4 separate regions of the Sus scrofa genome follow, and all the other regions are linked to region 1. A link is a contact called in public Hi-C and HiChIP or PLAC-seq data. All regions are on one chromosome and are shown on one strand. Each heading gives the region's core, a stretch centred on a gene start, on an enhancer-like site or on the middle of the called end of the contact. The rest is flanking DNA. Distances are from core to core; before and after follow the strand shown.

What was found. A called contact is a pair of places that touch in the nucleus more often than the background predicts. HiChIP or PLAC-seq counts read pairs in DNA pulled down with a chosen protein or histone mark.
Region 2: a contact with region 1 is called in an H3K27ac HiChIP or PLAC-seq map of skeletal muscle. The contact joins the promoter of HIST1H2BD here to the promoter of LOC110261673 in region 1. A contact is called at or near these places in 1 of 5 promoter capture datasets (liver), 7 of 47 Hi-C or Micro-C datasets (fetal skeletal muscle, heart right ventricle, liver and 3 more) and 2 of 2 datasets of contacts at active chromatin or transcription factors (alveolar macrophages and skeletal muscle).
Region 3: a Hi-C map of liver shows a contact between it and region 1, with 1.7 times the contacts expected there. The contact joins the promoter of HMGN4 here to the promoter of LOC110261673 in region 1. A contact is called at or near these places in 4 of 5 promoter capture datasets (fetal liver, fetal skeletal muscle and liver), 29 of 47 Hi-C or Micro-C datasets (adipose tissue, alveolar macrophages, blood and 16 more) and 2 of 2 datasets of contacts at active chromatin or transcription factors (alveolar macrophages and skeletal muscle).
Region 4: a contact with region 1 is called in an H3K27ac HiChIP or PLAC-seq map of alveolar macrophages. The contact joins the promoter of LOC100156127 here to the promoter of LOC110261673 in region 1. A contact is called at or near these places in 2 of 5 promoter capture datasets (fetal liver and liver), 12 of 47 Hi-C or Micro-C datasets (adipocytes, alveolar macrophages, epiblast stem cells and 6 more) and 2 of 2 datasets of contacts at active chromatin or transcription factors (alveolar macrophages and skeletal muscle).

What each region holds. Positions count from the first base shown.
Region 1 is chr7:20,910,411-20,915,268 of Sscrofa11.1, reverse strand. It overlaps LOC110261673 (histone H4), which reads left to right and starts at 2,895. Exons shown (of 1, transcript XM_021099847.1): 1 at 2,895-4,782. The coding sequence starts at 3,710. The coding sequence ends at 4,021. It overlaps TRNAM-CAU (a tRNA gene), which reads right to left and starts at 2,804; the gene lies at 2,733-2,804.
Region 2 is chr7:20,818,461-20,823,318 of Sscrofa11.1, reverse strand. It overlaps HIST1H2BD (histone cluster 1, H2bd), which reads right to left and starts at 2,229. Exons shown (of 2, transcript NM_001243656.1): 1 at 1,794-2,229. The coding sequence starts at 2,183. The coding sequence ends at 1,803.
Region 3 is chr7:20,996,121-21,000,978 of Sscrofa11.1, reverse strand. It overlaps HMGN4 (high mobility group nucleosome-binding domain-containing protein 4), which reads right to left and starts at 2,066. Exons shown (of 2, transcript XM_001928253.7): 1 at 1,882-2,066. TRNAR-ACG (a tRNA gene) reads right to left here and starts at 2,987; the gene lies at 2,915-2,987. TRNAV-CAC (a tRNA gene) reads right to left here and starts at 2,347; the gene lies at 2,275-2,347.
Region 4 is chr7:20,839,887-20,844,744 of Sscrofa11.1, reverse strand. It overlaps LOC100156127 (histone H2B type 1-M), which reads right to left and starts at 2,560. Exons shown (of 2, transcript XM_001927939.5): 1 at 2,258-2,560; 2 at 2,086-2,255. The coding sequence starts at 2,516. The coding sequence ends at 2,137.

The DNA.
Region 1 (4,858 bases), core at 1,646-4,145:
CCTACATTGAGGGATATTTTTAAAAAAGAGAACTCTTTTTTTAATACTCTTCCCTTAACACTCATATGCACCATTTTCAACCTCTAGGTATTTGGGATGTCTACCTGGACAGTTGTCACCGAAACCACACCTGGAAGACAGTTTTACTATATAAGGCAGCATCTACTTGATTGTCTTTCTTGCCATCTGGCATGGATATCTTCAGGCTCGCGGATATAAGAATTTCCCCTTCCCCAGGCTCTTCTTCAATTTTACCTAATTGCTACAATGGGACATCAGAGCACTCTCCACAGTATATCTCTCTCTGTTTGAAGAAGAGAATGCTTTTCTCGGCGTTTCTCAAGAGGTTTAGAGAGGTCCAGGGCCATTACTATTATGTGAGGCTTCCATATATTTAAGAAATAAACACTACGGTAAAATTACACAAATTTTGACTGTGACAATTTTTACATTTAATAGATGAATCAACACAAAAACGTGTTGCAATAAAATCATTTTATGGTTAATATATTTGTAGAATTTATAATATTCTGTAGATGGCTAGGGCCAATAACAAGGTAAACATTTAAAGTTACATTTTGAATGGTTCCTTTGAAGCTTTTTGGTGAATCTCTGTGACCACATGTATCTCCTTTGAAGATAATGTCGAGAGCCTACATATTAGGCAGTTACTTAATTTTCTTAAATTAAGAAAGAAACCCGTGAGGCCCTGTGAGCGTTGCCCTTCCTGGTTTATTTATAATACATCTTGGCTTTTCTTGATTAGTAAATTAGCAGCTTCTGTTGTATAGAAATGTGCCCTTTCACACAGAATAGCATTTGGCAAATAGTAGAAGCTCAGTATAAATGTGCTGAGTTTCTCATATACATTTTCTTTTTGATGGAGATTATTTAACAACATCATCAACAACAAAAATCCTTCTATTCTGCATATATTTGAAGCTGGACTTGTTTTCTCTCTTCGTCTCTTCCTGGAAGCAGGAAGATGGTGGCTAAACCATAGCGAATAGTGTTGGTGGAAGTGGTGAGAAGTGGTTGAATTTTGACTATGGTTTGAAGGACTTGCTGATTGGATTGAGAGTGTGAGAGAAATAGAGAAGTCATATACATCTCCAAGATTTTTTGCTGTTAACAACAAAGTTTCCATTTGCTGAGATGGGCGATCACCACAGAAGGAGGAGAAGGAGCATTTTGTGGGTAGAATGTACGTGTATGGGGTTAGGATGAAAAGTTCAGTTTGGATATGTTAAATTTTTTCTTTCTTTCTTTTTTTTTTGACATGTTAATTCGTGCACTAAACATCCAAGTTTGGAGTGGTCAAATTAAGATATTATATGTATACATATACAAAATTGTGAATATATATATATATATACACACACATATATATATACACATATATATACACATATATACACATATATATACATATATACACATATATACATATATACACATATATACATATATACACATATATATACATATATACATATATATACATATATACATATATATACATATATACACACATATATACACATATATATACACATATATATATATATAGGGCGCAGCAAGGAAAAGATACACACTCCATCTTTGATATCATTGGCAAGGAAATCCAGGCAAAAATTGTTGAGCATGACAGGTGTCTTGCTTTCCATGACTTTCCGCTTCAGTCAGGAAGGGCATCTGTGTCATTCCTGAAGATGGAAGGCAAGAAAGCCTTCTCTAGTATTTGCTTGTGTATATCTTTTCTTTGTTGTGTCTGCACTTTCTCCTTTGCTGTAAGAAATTTTAACCTTGGGTATATGTTGATTCATGCGAATCCTTCCTGTGAATCACCAACTACTGCGTGGCCCTAGGGTGGACAGAAACAGCCATAATTACCCTTGTTCCCAACTCACTTAGTGTACAATCTTCTAAAAGAAATGTCTATATTATACATTCTTGTATTATACATACTTACATACTTACTTGTTTAAAAGCATGCCTACACTGCAGGCTACTTAATGCCTTAGCACCTAGCAGGCAACTAACACATAGATATCTGAATAGGAATCCTTTCTGAGAGAGAGAAGTATAAAACAGTCCACACATATATTTTAAAAATGAGCATGTTCTGTTAGAAATAGTTCTGTTCTGTTAGAAATAGAGAATAGTTCTGTTAGAAATTGTAAAGGAAGGTAGAGGGTAAAAACTCATTTACCAGCAGAGGCCAAAGTGGTTTTTCTTCAGGTCAGAGTATAATCATGGCCACCAAAACTTTGCCCTCTCTCAAACTGCTGCTTATTTATTCCCAAGATTAAAACTCTAATAGTTGCAAAGAATCAGCGCTAGGATCAGCGCCTGTAGATGTCTAGTCTATTACCTTAACCACATGGCCACAATTACCTAAAAGTGGTGCTTTCCGAGTTATGCTATAGAAGGAAATATAACTCAATGTCTTGGCTTTCACCTCTGCCCAGTTTATTTCAGCATTTTCCTGGCTTCACAGGGCTAGGAGATCTGTCAAGATAACTGGTGGCAACAATAGCATGGTCACTCTGGCATCCAGAAGAACTCACATAACAGTTTCACGTTTGTTTTCAGGAAACCATTTTAGTTCCAGCATTTAAAAAAAAGGGGGGGAGAGTGGCATTTTATTTTCTTTCGTTATTGTGAGACCAAGCTACAGAATTTTAACTAGAGAAGTAATGAGGAAGGGAGAAAGAAAGAAAAACAGTAGTTAGCAGAGGATGGTTTCGATCCATCGACCTCTGGGTTATGGGCCCAGCACGCTTCCGCTGCGCCACTCTGCTGCTTGTTACAAAAAGGTTTACTTGTAATGTAGTTAACGTGAATCAGCGGAGACTTGGCCTCTAAAGAAATCTGTCAGAAGTCGCTTATTTATTTCAATACCTTGACTACAAGTTGCCAAATCTCCGCAACAATCTCGCTACCAGAATCAGAGAAAATAAAATGAAGAGTAGTAAACATTAACACAGTGTTAAGGTACTGGGCTCAGAGGTGAGGTAAATTGTTACATAATTAAATGAGAATTACAGGATTTAACATACAGGGAAAGGAAAGAAAACAAAACGGGAAATGAACACGGGCGTCCGCGTGGCGGGCGAGCCACAGAATCACTAACCAACCAGATATTCGGTTTTGGTAAGAAAATCGTTTTGGTCAAATTTCCCTTGGCTTGGTGATGAAGCTGAAATCTTGCAGTTTTTAAACTCCGGAGTGGGTCTTGGGTTTGAAGAATTTTGTTTGCAGGGAGCAGTAATACTGGTGGCACCGTAAACGTGGGGGGCAAAGCATTCTTACGAAGGTTGCAGCAGTTCCGGTCGTGTGGGTCAAGGCTTCTGCGCAATTGTCTCAAAGCATCCCAAACGGGAAGATAATCAGTTTTAAAAAAATCAGTTTTAAAAAAAGTTGATTTCTGTAGTCTGACGAATTTGTAAAATAGGTCCGAAAATTTCCACTTAGAGATGCCGGATCAGCGACCAATAACTTAGCCGAGGGTTCTCTAGGCGGGCGGGGACTAAGGCGTCATGACGTCACTACTCAACGGGCCCACGAAGGGAGGGGCCGGCAGGATAAATGAAAGTGTTCCGGAGAGCGCGCCCTCAGTCTTCAATTCGGTCCGCAATCCGCTCATATAAGGCAATTGCCTCTTCGGTCTCTCACTTTTCTGCAAGCTTTCCGAATCCTCGCTGCCATGTCTGGTCGTGGTAAAGGCGGAAAGGGGCTCGGAAAGGGGGGCGCCAAGCGCCACCGTAAGGTCTTGCGGGATAACATCCAGGGTATTACCAAGCCCGCCATTCGTCGTTTGGCTCGGCGTGGGGGGGTCAAGCGCATCTCTGGGCTCATCTACGAGGAGACCCGTGGGGTTCTGAAGGTGTTCTTGGAGAACGTCATCCGGGACGCCGTCACCTACACCGAGCACGCCAAGCGCAAGACCGTCACCGCCATGGATGTCGTCTACGCGCTGAAGCGCCAGGGCCGCACCCTCTACGGCTTTGGCGGTTAAGTCTCCCGATTCCTGCCACCTAACATTTTCCACCAAAGGCCCTTTTCAGGGCCGCCCACGTGTTTCTGCGAAAGAGCCGGCACTTGCTGATTTCTTTTATACTTCGGTGTTTGTGAAAGCAGATAACGAAGTGTGTACGTTTTAAACTAAAACTAGTACTTTTTAGCTCGCGTCCTAAGGCTTTGGAAGTGTGCTGGGCTGTGTGTTTGCGCTTCGGGTAACGTGGTTTTAGGCTGATGTTTATCGTCCAGCTTTACGTTCATGGGCCAGTGAAGTAAGTTACGGTACTTTCTACCCCGAAGGATTCCTTTTTCAGTTCTGGAGCATTCCAATTTGAGTCGTGTACGTCTGGTGTTGAATACTAGAGAGAATTCAGCTTAAACGGCCCGCGGCGGAGCGCCGCAAGCCTCCCCTCCCCCGTCCGTGGTCCGGGCTCAAAATGGCGGCGAGGCCGAGGAACAAAGAAAGGCCGTGTTTGCGGCGGGACGCGGGCCCGGAACAAAGGCGAATTCGTGAGGGAGGCGGCATGTTAACCTTGGGCAGGGGCGCGCGCTGCTCGGCTCGGGTGGCGTGTGGAGACGTTGCTCGGCTCTGCTAACTAGAACTTGTACAAAAGACAGGGAGCAAAATTAAAATGTACACGCGGAGAGAGCTAGCATGTATTGTTAGGTTATAGAGACCACTAAATTCTGGCTTCCTGTTAGGAAAAACGTTGTCCATATGAAGGGTTACTTAAAGAAAATAAATGACAGCTAAGCTTAGCAGTTGTTAAGTAGACATGATTTAAAAAAACACATATTCTGGCATCAGGATATTTTACCTCACATTCGTAAGTAT
Region 2 (4,858 bases), core at 980-3,479, 91 kb after region 1:
AGCCACAGCAACAAGGATCTGAGTCGTGTCTGTGACCTACACCACAGCTCACGGCAACGCCGGATCCTTAACCCACTGAGCAAGGCCAGGGATTGAACCCGAAACCTCATAGTTCCTAGTTGGATTCTTTAACCACTGCGCCACAGTAGGAACTCTGCACCCTGGGTGTTTTGAATCCTCGCAGTATTAATGATGAAATGAGTAAGAGCGAAGGCTGGCTTATAGTCCAAATTCTCAGCAGTAGCATCCGCTTGCCAGGCAACAAGGCTCAGGGCCAACTTTGCAATCATCAATGATGAGTTGTATGTGTGCATGTTTATTACTAGTTTATTCTGGTCTGGTGTCTCAGCTTCACTGGAAAAGAGTTCTTATCAGGCTCCCCACCAGGGCCAGTCTTCACATAACACCATAAAAAACACAGCTTAGGTTTGGGTGACGCCAGCTGAGGCGCTTGTGGTTTCAACATGGACCAAACCCCTGGGTCTGAGAGTTCCTTACTTTTGTAGTGGCTCTTTGTTGTTTTTATAATTTTAAAAAATACGTTTCTAAATTTTAATTGTCCATCCAAGTACCCAGATTGCCTTATTATGGAAAATCTATCCCCATGATCCATGAATCTCTCTGTTTGGGAGATGTGAGAACCCTAGAGTTTCTAAATTCATTCTTCTCTCAGCCTACAATACCACTGCCTACCATTGAGATTTTCCATCTCAATCAGCACTTCACTCCCAGTCCAGCCTCATCTACTTTGCAATTTTCTTGGCCACCTCTGATTATCGATTCCTTTCCTTCCTGCCACAGGCTCCCCCGCCCCCACTTCCTTTCAGAGGTTTTATCTTCCCCAGCAATGAAAACACTTAAGGCTATCCGACTTAGTGCAGCAAAAGCCAACTGCTGCCAGAAGGGGCTGCCTGCCCTTCCCTTTCTACTTCCTCTCTACCCTTGATGCTCGGGGACATTCGGTAAAGCGGTAAGGGTGCTGAAAAGGGGGCTTAAGCCCTGATTCCGACACATTAACCGATTGAGAGTTTGGGCTTCTCTCTTTTGACCCAGAGAATATTAAAGCTGAATGCTGCCCCGCCCCCAGGACTAAGAATTAATTAGGACTTTCTGGGAAAGAAGATAGAGTAGCTGAGAGGATTTCAAGGGATTTCAAAGACGGCTTCCCTTTCCTTTTCCCTTCCGTCGGATCCTTTAGGATAGTTTGGGCTTCTCCTTTACCTCCCCTGCCGCTGCTCAGAACCTCAAGCAGAACTGCACCAATTACAAAGCAAGCAAACCAGTAAAGCCTTTGCAATATATCTGTGAAAACTCACATTGTCTTCAGCCTTTTTTCAGATATGTCTACATGGCTTGAAAAAGAAAAAAGAAAAATAGAATAGAAAAAGTGCAGAATGAAGTTGTCAGAGCATGCTGTTTCCTGCTCTGGGTAATCTGTCATCCGCAAGTTCTGGAACAACGCCAGGATCAACTTGGAGACCTACACACGGAAAGGAAAGGTGTACCCTTGAAATGGCATTTTGAGTGCAAACTAACATTTAGTTAGGTGACATTAAATAATTCATCGGTACTTGCCCACAGTGAACCCGCAACCTATGGCACATAGTTATTGCGTAGGTTCTTCATAAGTATTTCCTAAGTAGCTGTTATTGGAGCACTAAAGCATGGCAACGAAACTTTAAATTTGGGGGAACTCAAAAAGTAGTCTTTGGAATTAAACAATTACAACTCATTTGCTGAGAGCATGCGTGGCTCTTAAAAGAGCCTTTGGGGTTAACAGTAAAGATGCTTACTTGGCAAATTTATTTGGAGCTGGTGTACTTGGTGACGGCCTTAGTGCCCTCGGACACGGCGTGCTTGGCCAGCTCCCCGGGCAGCAGCAGCCGCACGGCCGTCTGGATCTCCCGGGACGTGATGGTCGAGCGCTTGTTGTAATGCGCCAGCCGCGAGGCCTCACCCGCGATGCGCTCGAAGATGTCGTTGACAAAGGAGTTCATGATGCCCATGGCTTTGGACGAGATGCCAGTGTCCGGGTGGACCTGCTTCAGCACCTTGTACACGTACACGGAGTAGCTCTCCTTGCGGCTGCGCTTGCGCTTCTTGCCATCCTTCTTCTGCGCCTTAGTCACCGCTTTCTTGGACCCCTTCTTCGGGGCGGGAGCAGATTTGGTGGGTTCAGGCATAGCAGCGTTAAAAGTTAGAACTGCAAGGCTAACACCTGGGAAAATAGTCAGTCAGGGTGAGGCCACATTTATTTATAGATGCGGTATTCAAATGAGGTTAGTAAGGTTTCGCTCACGATTGGATTAATTTTATTGTGGCGTCACAAACACGAATGTAAATGAAACTTGCAGGTCTACGTTTCCATTGGCTGTTAACTTACTTTGCTTCGACCCAATCAGAGGGCTTGGACTAGGCTACTCACAGCTAGTATAAATAGTTTTTTCAAGTAGTTGCACTCTGTATTTCACCGCTAAGAGAAGGCTGCTTAGCCTAGAACGGGTTAGTTTTAATAACTCGGTGCATTGGGTTTGCACGCAACTAGCAGCCATCTAAGTGTCCTGCTGATGAAGTTGGTGGGCAAACGCCTTATCCTGCGCCTGGGACAGCTAATAATTTGCAGCCACCACATACATCAACTTGAAGGTGAGCTGGGTCACCTTCAAGTTCACGTTCGTTAACCTTAACATTTGTGCAATGGATACTTAGAAGATAGCGCTAGGGCAACACGAACGGAATCAGTCCTGACTCCCAAACGTGTGCAAGATGTGGGCCTTCTACCCAACCAAACTCGGGACAGACAAAATACCCGGCCCGCTACACCTCCCACAGGTTTTAAATGAATCGCTATGAAGACCCACCTCCCGTCCCCGGAGGCCCGCCCTTTAACTCGCAGCCTTTTCCTCCCAGCCACGCCCCCTTAAGAGTGTGCAACAGCTCTTTTCCGGAGATCTGTGGGTGGCTCTGAAAAGAGCCTTTGGGTTGTGTAGAGCTTGTAAGCCGTTGGCCAAAGGGACTTCCTATTTCTTCTTGGCTGCCGCCTTCTTTGGCTTGGCTGCCTTGGGCTTGGCGGTCTTTGGTTTAGCCGCCTTAGGTTTCACCGCTTTGGCCTTCGCTGGGCTCTTGGGCGCCTTCTTAGGCTTGGCGGCTCTCGCTTTTTTGGGGCTCTTTGCTTTTTTGGCTCCTGCAGCCGCGGCAGGCTTCTTCGCCTTCTTTGGAGTCTTTTTGGCGCTCTTCTTCGGGGTGGCCGTCCCCGTCGCCTTCTTGGGCTTCTTAGCCGCTCCCGCGGGCTTTTTGGGCTTAGCCGCGCCCGTTTTCTTGGCTTTGGGTTTCGCTTCCCCGGTGGCCGCCTTCTTGTTGAGCTTGAAAGAGCCGGAGGCGCCAGTGCCCTTGGTTTGCACCAGGGTGCCCTTGCTCACCAAACTCTTCAGACCCAACTTGATACGGCTGTTGTTCTTCTCCACATCGTAGCCAGCGGCCGCCAGCGCCTTTTTGAGCGCAGCCAAGGACACGCCGCTGCGCTCCTTGGAGGCGGCGACAGCCTTAGTGATGAGCTCGGACACGGGAGGTCCAGACGCCTTGCGCTTCGCAGCACCTGCAGACTTGCGGGCCTTCTTTTTCACTGGCGTCTTCTCCGCAGGGGCCGGAGCAGCCGGCGCGGCAGGCGCAGTCTCGGACATGTTGAAGGCGGGCGTGGGAGAGCAATTCGAGCCGGAAACAGAGGCACTGGCCGGGACTCGGGCCGCGCCGCTGCGCCCGCCCGTTTATATAGGGCGGAGCTGCGCCGTGATTGGTGCGCTGTCCAGCCCGCCTCGCTGGCAGCCGCAGAGTGTCCTCTCGGATCCCGAGTTGTGTTTGTTACACCTCAAAAAATGCCAAAAATATCAAAATTCTCTCGACCGAATTGCCCAATTTTTCTCAGAAAATGATCCCCGAAGCCTCAGGCTTCACGCAAGTCTCAAATTATGAGGAAAGCACAAAACCTTATGCCAAAACCCAGCAATATTTCCCACCGTGCTCGTCAAATTTCAACTCAGAGAAACAAAACTTTCTATTTTCTTCGTAAATTATAAACTGATCTTTAACTGTGGAGTTTTTTGACCTCTCAAGTATGATTCTCCAAGTGGTTAGCTTCTTATATGTCCAAAAACCATGTCACTGGCATTAAGATTTTTATTATAAATCTGCGCTTAAGTGAGGGAAGTAACACAGGCTCCTCGGAGAGTCCTGCCTATTGAGCCGAGGGCATTTGAGTTCATCAAACTGGTTTAGTTTAATGTTAAACAAATTATTGCTCATATGGAGTTAAATTTTGGACCCCTGGGACATCAACCTATGCAGCCATGGTTTTATTTCTATCTGCTGCATCTGGGTTTTTAAACAATTACTTAGGATAATTCTTTTCCTTTCTGCTCCCAAGGGTTGGGGGCGGGGCTGTTGCTTCTCTTCCTCTGGACAACTGCTCATGTGTTTAGATACCTTGAATTCAGGATATTTGGAAAGAAAAGGGAGTCCAAAACATAGTCAGGGTACACAGGTAGAAAAGGAGTAACTTTCAAATAACACGCAGTTATCCATATAGTCACTGGAAGTGGAGGTGCACTTTGAAGAATTTGTCTGCAGTCTGGCTGAGTTCTTTTGGCGGATGCTTCAGGATCAAGCCATAATATACTTATTAGAATTGATATCCAAGCATAGATCCTAACAGCAACTAAATGGGAAGTGTAGGTTACAACATGTCTATTCCCAATACTGGAGAAACTCAGACCCTGTTGTCACTGAATAGCTAATGAATGACTAGTCCACACAGCAAACATGGCTTCAGTCTCGGAGATTATTGTCCTGTGCTTCCCAGAGT
Region 3 (4,858 bases), core at 817-3,316, 87 kb before region 1:
ATCCATAATACTGAAAGAATTCTTACAGATCTGTGAGTAAAGGACAAAATGAAAATTTAAAAACAATGGGCCAAAGGGGTTAATAACTACTTCTTAGAAAAAGCATGAATGGTGAAAAAGCAAAAAAAAGAGTAAACTTCATTGGTAATATGGGACATGAATACAAAACCCACAAGATATAACATTTCACATCCATCAGATTGGAGACAACTAAGTTGCCTGACAATATCAAGGGCCCAGCAGATGTGGAACAAATAAACACAGAAAGTGATTTTGAATTTGAATAATTAGGACCCAGGCTTATAGCTGGCATTCACAAACACGGTGGGACTTTTTTATTTTTATTTTTTATTTTTTTAATGGCTGCACCTGCAGCATATGGAAGTTACCTGGCCAGGGACTGAATTCCAGTCACAACTGTGACCTACACCACGGCTGTGGTCCTTACCCACTGTGCCACAGCGGGAACTCTCAAAATCTTTTTCCCATGGTTTTTTTCTCTTTCATCTTGAGTCTGCTTGTCTCCTGAGCGGGAGCAGGGAGAGTAAGGGCTGATGGGTGGGGCCTTACTTCAGCCCCCTCCTGGGGGAATGCCTCTCAGGCCTAGGGCACTGACATGTGCAGAGAGGGAGAGGTAACGGTGGGGTGCTCTTTGTACAAAAGAGAAACATGGTTTTGCACAGAAATAAACAGCCTTGGGTAAGGGGAAAAAAAAAAAAAGTATTCCTGTGGTTTGGCCTCAGAGAAAGATGGAGAGGACAAAACCCAACACCTCCAGGACCCTGAGACCCTTGCTCCTGGAAGGCACCATATGAACTCACATGTATTTCTGAGTGGTATAGAGGGGTTTTTAAATGGAAATGTCTTAGACAAATTTGCATCGAGCACCTGTCCAACTTATTGCCTTGTTAAGAAGGGAAACAACAAGATGACAAAAGCATGTGTCTTTCAGAGAAAGTATGAAAATGAGGGAGTGACAGGGCTGGGGAAGGGATGCTTATACAAGTTGCCTGTTTAAAAAAGAAAGAAAGAAAGAAAAAAAAAACCAGGAAAACAGTTCATTACGTAAGTATTGCTCTTACTTGTCTTATGGTTATAAAAACATCACATTCATATCAGTCATTTGAGGGAATCTGGAACATTGCCATCTGAGAGACTAGGCTTGGTTACCCTTAGAAACAGTAACAACAACAGTAATAATAATACACCTAAGAAGAAAATCTAGAGGCTATGTTGAAGCTGTATGGTGTTACATACATATAATTTTATACAAATTGTATAATGTTTTTCTTCCATTAACACTGAAGCAGGCCATGTCAGAAACAGAGGTACGAGGCCAAACACCAGGGCCCAAGTCCTGATTTAAAACAGGTATTGCCAGGGACTTTTCTCAAGACTCAAGGCAATATGCAACAGTTGGTCTATTTCTTAACTTTGGGATGCTTTTTTCTTTTTGACAGGGAGAGCAGAAGGCCCAAGTGGTGGAAAGCTCAGCCCTTCGGTGGCCACTGAGGAGGGGATTCTCAGAGGTGAGGCCGCCTAAGATGGAGAGGAGAGGGGAGAAAGAGCCCAGGCCAGTGGCAGACCTATTCAGGGCCACAGCCCTGCGGGCCCTATGCTTTCAAATCCTCTTCTTGCTTCTCCTTTTTCTGCCCTAGAGCTTCCCTGGAGACTTCTCACTCCAGCAGGGCCTGTAATGACCCTCCCCTCCCGAATTCCGCTATTCTTGAGAATGGGAGGCAAGGCGGAGGTGGGGGGGACCCTAGGTGACCTCATCACTACGAGGGCCGGATTGCAGGAGGGTCCCGAATCTAGGCAGGGCGGCCGCACTCCCCCCATTTTCCGGAGACGCTCGCAAAGGCCTCCTTCCGAGGTGCTTACCCGAGTCTCGCGGCCGTCCGAGCGGCGCGGGGCTCCCGACTGCCGGCCTGCTGCGCAGGTGCCCTCGGCTGGGGCAGGGCCGGCGTGAACCCTGCGATCGTGGAGAGACGCCCGGAGCCCGGCACAGCCGGGAACAGGAAGGCAAGGCAAGGCGGGGATGCGCTTCCGGGGCTGCGGGCGTCGGGCCACCTCGCGTCGCAGTCGGGGACAGCCCGGTTCTCCCCTCGTGATACTAGTGTCCGCCTCCGGGGGCCGCAGACTCCGGACCTACTTTGAATAGTGTCGCCACAGCACCACAGGCCGGGACAAGTGAGATAAGAAAAGGAGGGAAACGTATTTATGATTTTTTCAAATAAATGGTTTAAAGGAAATGTATGGTGGTAGAAAAACGTTTGTTTCCGCCCGGTTTCGAACCGGGGACCTTTCGCGTGTGAGGCGAACGTGATAACCACTACACTACGGAAACCTTGCGGTGATGGTTTTCCCCGACTGGTAGTTCATTCTACGGAACTCCCCACCCCCATGCCTCCGCTGCCCATTTGCTCCGTTCCTGTAAATCTCCGTCGTTAACGTGCACTTGGCGTCTGTGTACCATTCTCCTAAATCAGAGAAGCCAATTAAATGCGAAAGCCAAGCCCGTAGGGCGCATAGATCTGGAGCCGAGTTCTTAATAATTTATTCCGGAAATGGCTGGATAGGGGAGAACGAATGCGACTTTAACCCCTTCACTACCATTTCTCAGTCTGAACTAGATTTTAATTTCTTTCCCTTTGTTTACTATGTTACCTTTAGTTAGAATGGACTGGCGAAGCTGGGCGTGACACCCGGCCCGCGCGCATTTCTCCCGCTGGCGCCACCTCATGGCCGTACGCGGAATTGCTCTGCTAAGGAGTGACGTCTCCCGTTGCGGTTAAAACTGGCGCTTTCTCGCTCCCGAGACTTCCAGGCACACCTCACTTTATAAGGATTTCCTAACTTGATCGAACGTCTCAGCGGTAGGCAGAGGAGGTAAGTAAAAAGTAACCACGCACATCGAGCCAGCCAGGAGTCGAACCTGGAATCTTCTGATCCGTAGTCAGACGCGTTATCCATTGCGCCACTGGCCCGGCGTGTGTACACTTTTCAGGCGGGCATGCCTTCATCAGAAACAAGGCGGCGGCGCTGCTTCACGCGGTGCGGTCTGCGCCTGGGCCTGCAAGTTGCGTTGTCCTAGCTAGTTCAGACTTGCAGCGCGTGGACTCCCAGGCAGCCACTTTGCTTGCACGCGCGTCCCCCAGTGTCTGTAGTCCTGTCTCAGTGTGTCTGAACCAACCGAAAAATGGCGGTAGGAGGCAAGCCTGGCACTCTCTCGGCCTCAGTATCACCCCCATTCAATAATTCATTCATTCAACCGATATTACCATTCAAGGTACCGGAAATACAACTGTCAAGAAAATAGATTTGGGTAGGGGGATGCTGGAGGTTTGGGATGGAAATGCATTATACAACTACAAATGTAATAAATTCATTGAGTAATATAAATAAAATAAAATTTTTTTTTCACAAAAGAAAGAAAATAGATGTCATCCTTGCCCTGAAGAAGACTGTATGGAAGTAGCGAAGACGGTAATAAAGCACTAAATAAATAAAATAATAGTGATAAGCACTTAGAGGGAAGAATAAAACAAACGGGAAAAGGAATAGGAAAACCCAGCAGGGAAGGTGATGAAAGATAAATGTGGGTATTGGGGAAAGAGCGACCTGGAACAGGGGGAATCTCCAGGGCAAAGGCCTGGAGGTGGGAGCGCGCTTGGGGATTTCAGCAATGTGGCGGAGGCCAGTGCTGAGCGCAGAGCGCTAGGAGACCTCGAGGAAATGATCCTTGGCCTTGTACGCCCTTGTAAAAACTTTGGCTGTTACTCTGTAGGAAATTGGAAGCCACTGTACGGTGGCAATATATCTCTCTTGTATCTTCTTGCATGGTTGAAAAAACTTTATTCCCCAAATTTACTTAAGCAAATTCGTCATGACACGGATCCCAGTTCCCGGGACTGAATCTAGGCTGCAGCCTTGAAAGCACAGAATCCTAATCACTAGACCACGGAACTGACCTTCCCTCTTAATCTTAGAGCCTAATCAGTAAATGCCTACTTACTGCCCCAGCTCCAACTAGTATTTGTTCTAATCTTTAGATGAGAACTTCACCAAGATAGCTTATCAAAGGGGTGGTGAAGGGTGTGATCCTCTGCTGGTTTTCCTGGTAATTGACCTGTCAACCTGAGGTCAGTTCTCCCTATAGTTGGTAATCTCCCTCTTCCCCTGGGAGCTAAGACTACTGCCGTGTGCTGCACATGGTGGGGTGTCCTCTGGGGCCTTGCCTCAGACCCCTGAGTTCCCCCATCCATTAAACCGCTGATGTCTCTGTTACTGACTCTGGGCCTTTTCTTCTGTCTTGAAGCTGAGCAAGTATAGGGCTTGCAAGCCTGCTGGGTGCAGCACAAGGGAAGCAAACTGGGTACCTCTTGGTTCTATTGTTATCCTCATCACATAGCCAGGATGAGAAGGCCAGATTCTAGGGAGTTCCTGGAAGTCACAGGTCCCATCTTGCACCTCTAAAATGGCCTTCGACTCAGCCAGCTGGGAGGCCGTGCTCACATTTGCTGTCTTCAGTGTCTGTAAAGACCTCCCTTTGACAGGTTTTGAAAGCTTTTCGTGGCTGCCTTAAATTTCTCTACTCAAGTTCTGACATGAGCTGACATTCGCTTTCACTTCCTTCTTAGAGATCTTTCTCCTGGGTCTTTTTCTCTGAGAGTTCCAGTTTCCAGCTTCCAGTCTTTTTTTCAGTGGTTGTTTCAGCCAGAAAAAGAGAAACTGAACTGACAAAAAACAGAACAGCACATATATTTCTAGGAGTCGTCTTACATGATTGTAGGGACTGACAAATCTGAAATCTGTAGTGCAGGCTAGGAGTTTAGAAAATTCCAGGCAGGAGCTGATA
Region 4 (4,858 bases), core at 1,311-3,810, 70 kb after region 1:
TCATTCATCTGTAACATAATGTCTCATAGTGAGGAAATCCAATCAAGATTTGAGAAAATACTGAATGGAATCACTTCAACTGCTGATTTGTTTATTGTATCTGCTCCATTTTTGCTGCCAGTTCTTGCCTTTATCATCTTTCATCGCTGCCATTTCTCTTCAATCCAGCTAATCTCTTGCCATAGAGCTATCTTCCTAACACAGCCAATGATGTCTCTACCTGCTTAGAAGCTTTCTATAACTTTTTGTCATCTGCATCATAAATCTAAACTTGATTGACATCCACACCCTTCATCATCTTATAACTCAATCTCATCTTTGTTACCCGGAAAGCTCCATGTGGGAGGGGCTTTCGCTTAGCTTGTTCTTCACCATATATTAGTTGTTCTCAGTGTCAAACCAGATAAGCAGCGTCTGTATCTCCTGGCAACTTTTTGCCAATAAGCCAAGTTCTCAGATCTTCCCCCAGTCAATGAAACTGAAACTGGGAGTGGAACAAGTAATCTGTCCTTTGACAAGCTTTCTGGGTGCTTGTGATGCACACTCAAGTTTGCTTTATATCCTCAGTACATAATTTGATTCTTGGCACTTAACTGAATGAACCTGATGGACACTCTTTGGGTTTACCTGGAAGGCCCTCATATCAGGCAGTGTGGATGCTTTCCCAAAGCCATTTCATAATGATTAAGCTGAAATCGGAGTTTTTGATCAATAAACTTTATTTGTATGCTGGGCATAGGTGTATTTCAGGAAAACTCCGAAGACCTGGAGGGTGGAATAGCTCACAGTTTAAAACTGTTGGGGGAGGAGTTTCCACTGTAGCGCAACATGATTGGCGGCATCTTTAGACCGCTGGGGTGCAGGTTCCATTCCCTGCCAGGCACAGTGTGTTAAGAAACCCTCCTTGTCTCAGTTGTGGCTTAGGTCATGTTTGTGGCTCTGATCCGATCCCTGGCCAGAGAACTCCATATGCCGCAGGATGGCCAAAATAAAATAAAATAAAAAAATAAATAAGACCGTTGGGGAGAGGGACTTCCAAACCAGAAAGGAGAGTTAGGTGAGGGCCAGACCTTGCAGGGCTTGTAGCCACAGCCGATTTTTTTCTTTCTTGCTTGCTTCTTAAACCTGTAACCACTGGCATAGTTCCCAGCCTCGGGTCGAATCGCAGCTGCTACAGATGCCGGCCTACACCAGGGCTCACCACAACGCTGGATCCTTAACCCACTGAGCAGAGCCAGGGATCAAACCCGAGTCCTCATGGATACTAATCGAGTTCATAACCCTGATAAGCCACAAGGGGAACTCCCTATAGCAGATTTCAGATTTTATCAAGTTTGGGGGGAGGGGGGGAATCATCCAAAGGCTGTGAAGCACATAAACAGAACAGGAAAGCTGGAGGAAGAATAAGGCCCTGGTCTAGGAAGGGAGCTTGACAGTGATAGGGGCTAATAGGAGGCTGCAGATTATTTTATGTGACCACAATATTAAAACTGTTTATTCTGAACATAGAATTCTGTGAATTTTGCAGGTCCGCTTTGTAAAACGAGTCAGGGAAGTAGGGAGAAGATTGTATATTTAGAAAAAGTCCAATGATGAGAGCCTTTTAAAAATTTAGTTGACTTGAAAGACCTAGGTAAAAAAGGGCTTAAAAGAGTGAGAAAAGGAATTCCACCCAAAAGAACTTGGGCGCGGTCCTGCAGCATCACAGAGGATGTAGTTTTTAGAGAGCAGGATTTCAAAATCTAACTATGGCTTCTCAAATACTATAGGGAGGCGCTTTACATAAAACGGAAAACCAGACTTCACAAAGCGCCGCTATTTGCACAGAGAGCACCCTGTACAAATTTTAAAGGTAATCTAGAGTTCCAAAGGTTGGGGTTAAACCTAGGCAGTTACTAGCTCCCACTTGCTAAAGTTTCTGGAGTCCTGTACACAGGACGGTTGTCCATAACCACAACAGTTAAGTAGATGTACCACAAAAACAGTTAACTTTCAAAGTGTTTCCTAAAGTACCACCTTCACACGAGTTAAATGCAGTTTCTAGGAACTAAAAAGTCCTAGTGAACAACTCAGATTGTGAAAACGTGAGGTGGCTCTGAAAAGAGCCTTTGGGTTTGACAGTGCCTAGAAATAAATTTACTTGGAGCTGGTGTACTTGGTAACGGCCTTGGTGCCCTCAGACACGGCGTGCTTGGCCAACTCCCCGGGCAGCAGCAGCCGCACGGCCGTCTGGATCTCCCGGGACGTGATGGTCGACGCTTGTTGTAATGCGCCAGCCGCGAGGCCTCACCCGCGATGCGCTCGAAGATGTCGTTGACGAAGGAGTTCATGATGCCCATGGCCTTGGACGAGATGCCGGTGTCGGGGTGGACCTGCTTCAGCACCTTGTACACGTACACGGAGTAGCTCTCCTTGCGGCTGCGCTTGCGCTTCTTGCCATCTTTTTTCTGCGCCTTGGTCACGGCTTTCTTGGAGCCCTTCTTCGGGGCTGGAGCAGATTTCGTTGGTTCAGGCATTTTACCTGCCCTTTCTCTGAAGAGAAAAGAAAATGGTGGCTGTGCTGCTGGATCCTGCCTATTTGTAGACAGATTTATGCAAATGAAGACTTGGTTTCCAAACTGCTGATTCGTTCGTTTGTCACAGGCTGCATGCAAACGAGCTACTCTCCCATTGGTCTCCTGAGTCAATTTTCCACCAATCAAGCCAGCTTCTTTAATCTTATCACTGTTTTATAACAATTCCGTTTAGTTTGTCAGTTTTAAAAAATATGACTTTCCAGAGCTTTGACTTGCAAAGGAAGCAAAGCTAGTTGCCCGAGTACCTCTCCGACTTCTAAACCTCCTTTTCAGGTCCTGGAAAAGCTCTGTCTTTACATTTGAATCTAATAGGGAAAGGAAAAATAGAGAATAGGCGATCTGCGGTGGTACAGAAAATACCAAAGACAGCGTTTCCCACAGCACACAAAACACACAAATATAGCAGGAAATAAAATTACATAAATAAAATTACATCCCTTGAAGGGAGATAAGAATAGAATTTCGTGACCCACATGTCCTTCATAACGGAGGATCAAATCACTCCTTTTAACTGCAAGCGCGGATAAGAAAGTTCTTCATTCTACCTACTGAAAAGAATTAAAAAAATAAAAGAATAAAAGTTAGCAGGTTGGCCTTTAACACTTTTACTTTAATTTTATTATCACCACCATCATCTTTGGCTGAAACTGGCTTCTGAGCAGATAATTCTGCCATTACCATTGTTCTCCGGTGGCTGTTGGTGAGAATGTTGAACGCTAACCACCTGATGTAGGTCCTCAGATCTTTGTCCCTTTTGGAGAAAGAATTTGACAAAGAGACTGAAGGTAGTGAGGTAATTATTTAAAGAGAGAAGAGAGAGAAGAAGGTGCATAGAAAATACAAAAACAGGCGGGGTGGGGTGGGGAGGGAGAAAGGGAGATATAAAGACAGACAGAGAAAGAAGCAAGAGAGGAAGAGAGCAACATGTCCTTGCGAGGCCTTTTAAATCATTTAGGGTGGAGGTGGAGGGGATTTTCCGGTCCTGGCTCAGTGGAATCGACTCTGCTTAGAATCCCTGAGGACACAGGTTCCATCCCTCGCCCCAGTGGCTTAAGGATCTGGTGTTACCATGAGCTGAGGCCTTCTACTGGACAATGCTCTTGCTTCCTCTGGCTTTGGCAGGATGGATTTAACACAAGGTTCTCGGAGAAGTTGTCAGGAGGTACTGTGGTCTGGTCCCTCCTTTCTCAGACCCCTGAGGAACCTTTCTGCTAGTGTATCTTTGATCTCAAGAATGAGAAATACTCTCTCTCTTTTATCCTAGCAGGATACATCTTTTATCTTGAAGTTATCTCCACAGGGAACAGATTACATTTGCTCAGCCTGGGATCCATCTATCTCCTGCGCAGCCATTTTTCCTTTCTGCAGAGAAGTGTCCTCCCTGAAGCTGACTTTATCCCTAACCCTTCCCAGGCTTCCCGCGTGTGCAGTAAATCCAGAGCAGGAAGCTGCATGTAGCAGGCAAGCAACCAACAAGGGCACACTCCTGTGCTTACTCAATCTTATCTTTCTTTTTCACAAAATAGTTAATTGGTTTCTCTCACTTCCGTATTGAGGAGAATTCAACTTCTTGATTTCTTCCTTATTCCCAGTTTAGCCAGTGTAGCAATGTGCTGAATAAAGCCAACATACTTTATTTGCATTCATTTAATTAATCATAGACCCCTACCTGATTATTTCTTTTCTTTTTCCATTAAAAAAAAAAAAAGTAAACAAGAGTGTTAGGTTCACCTCAGGAAAAAAAGAAAAACGAAACCTGACTCCAAGCTCTCGCCCTGCTCTGGAGAAACGTAACTAAGACAGGACTAAGTCATCCCCCAAATCATGTGACTCAATCTTAAAAACTACCTCACCCAGGAGAGTGTCTAAACCTCTGCTCATATCCCACTAACAAGTCTCCCAAGCTGATTGGTCTGTTCCTCTTTTCACCCTATTTACATAGTTTGTTGAAAGTACACAGATTGGTCTCTTCCTTTTCACCCTATTTTAACATAAGAAATGGCCAATCAGCTTCTGCACAGAAACCTCCTTTCTTGGCACTCACGTCTGATCTCCCTCCCCCAACAGGCTGACTGCTGACCTCCTTTGTGAATCAGCCCGGTAGTATACCCTGCAAATAAAGTCTTTTATGCCTGATCTCGGGTCTTGTCCTTTCGGCCGCCCTTACAAAGAGAACCTGGGACAACGTGTCTTTCCCCAGATCCAATAATATGTAAATCATGGAGCTAAGATAATGATTTAGGCAGTCTGGCTTGAATCCGAACCCTTCCTAAGAAGACTCC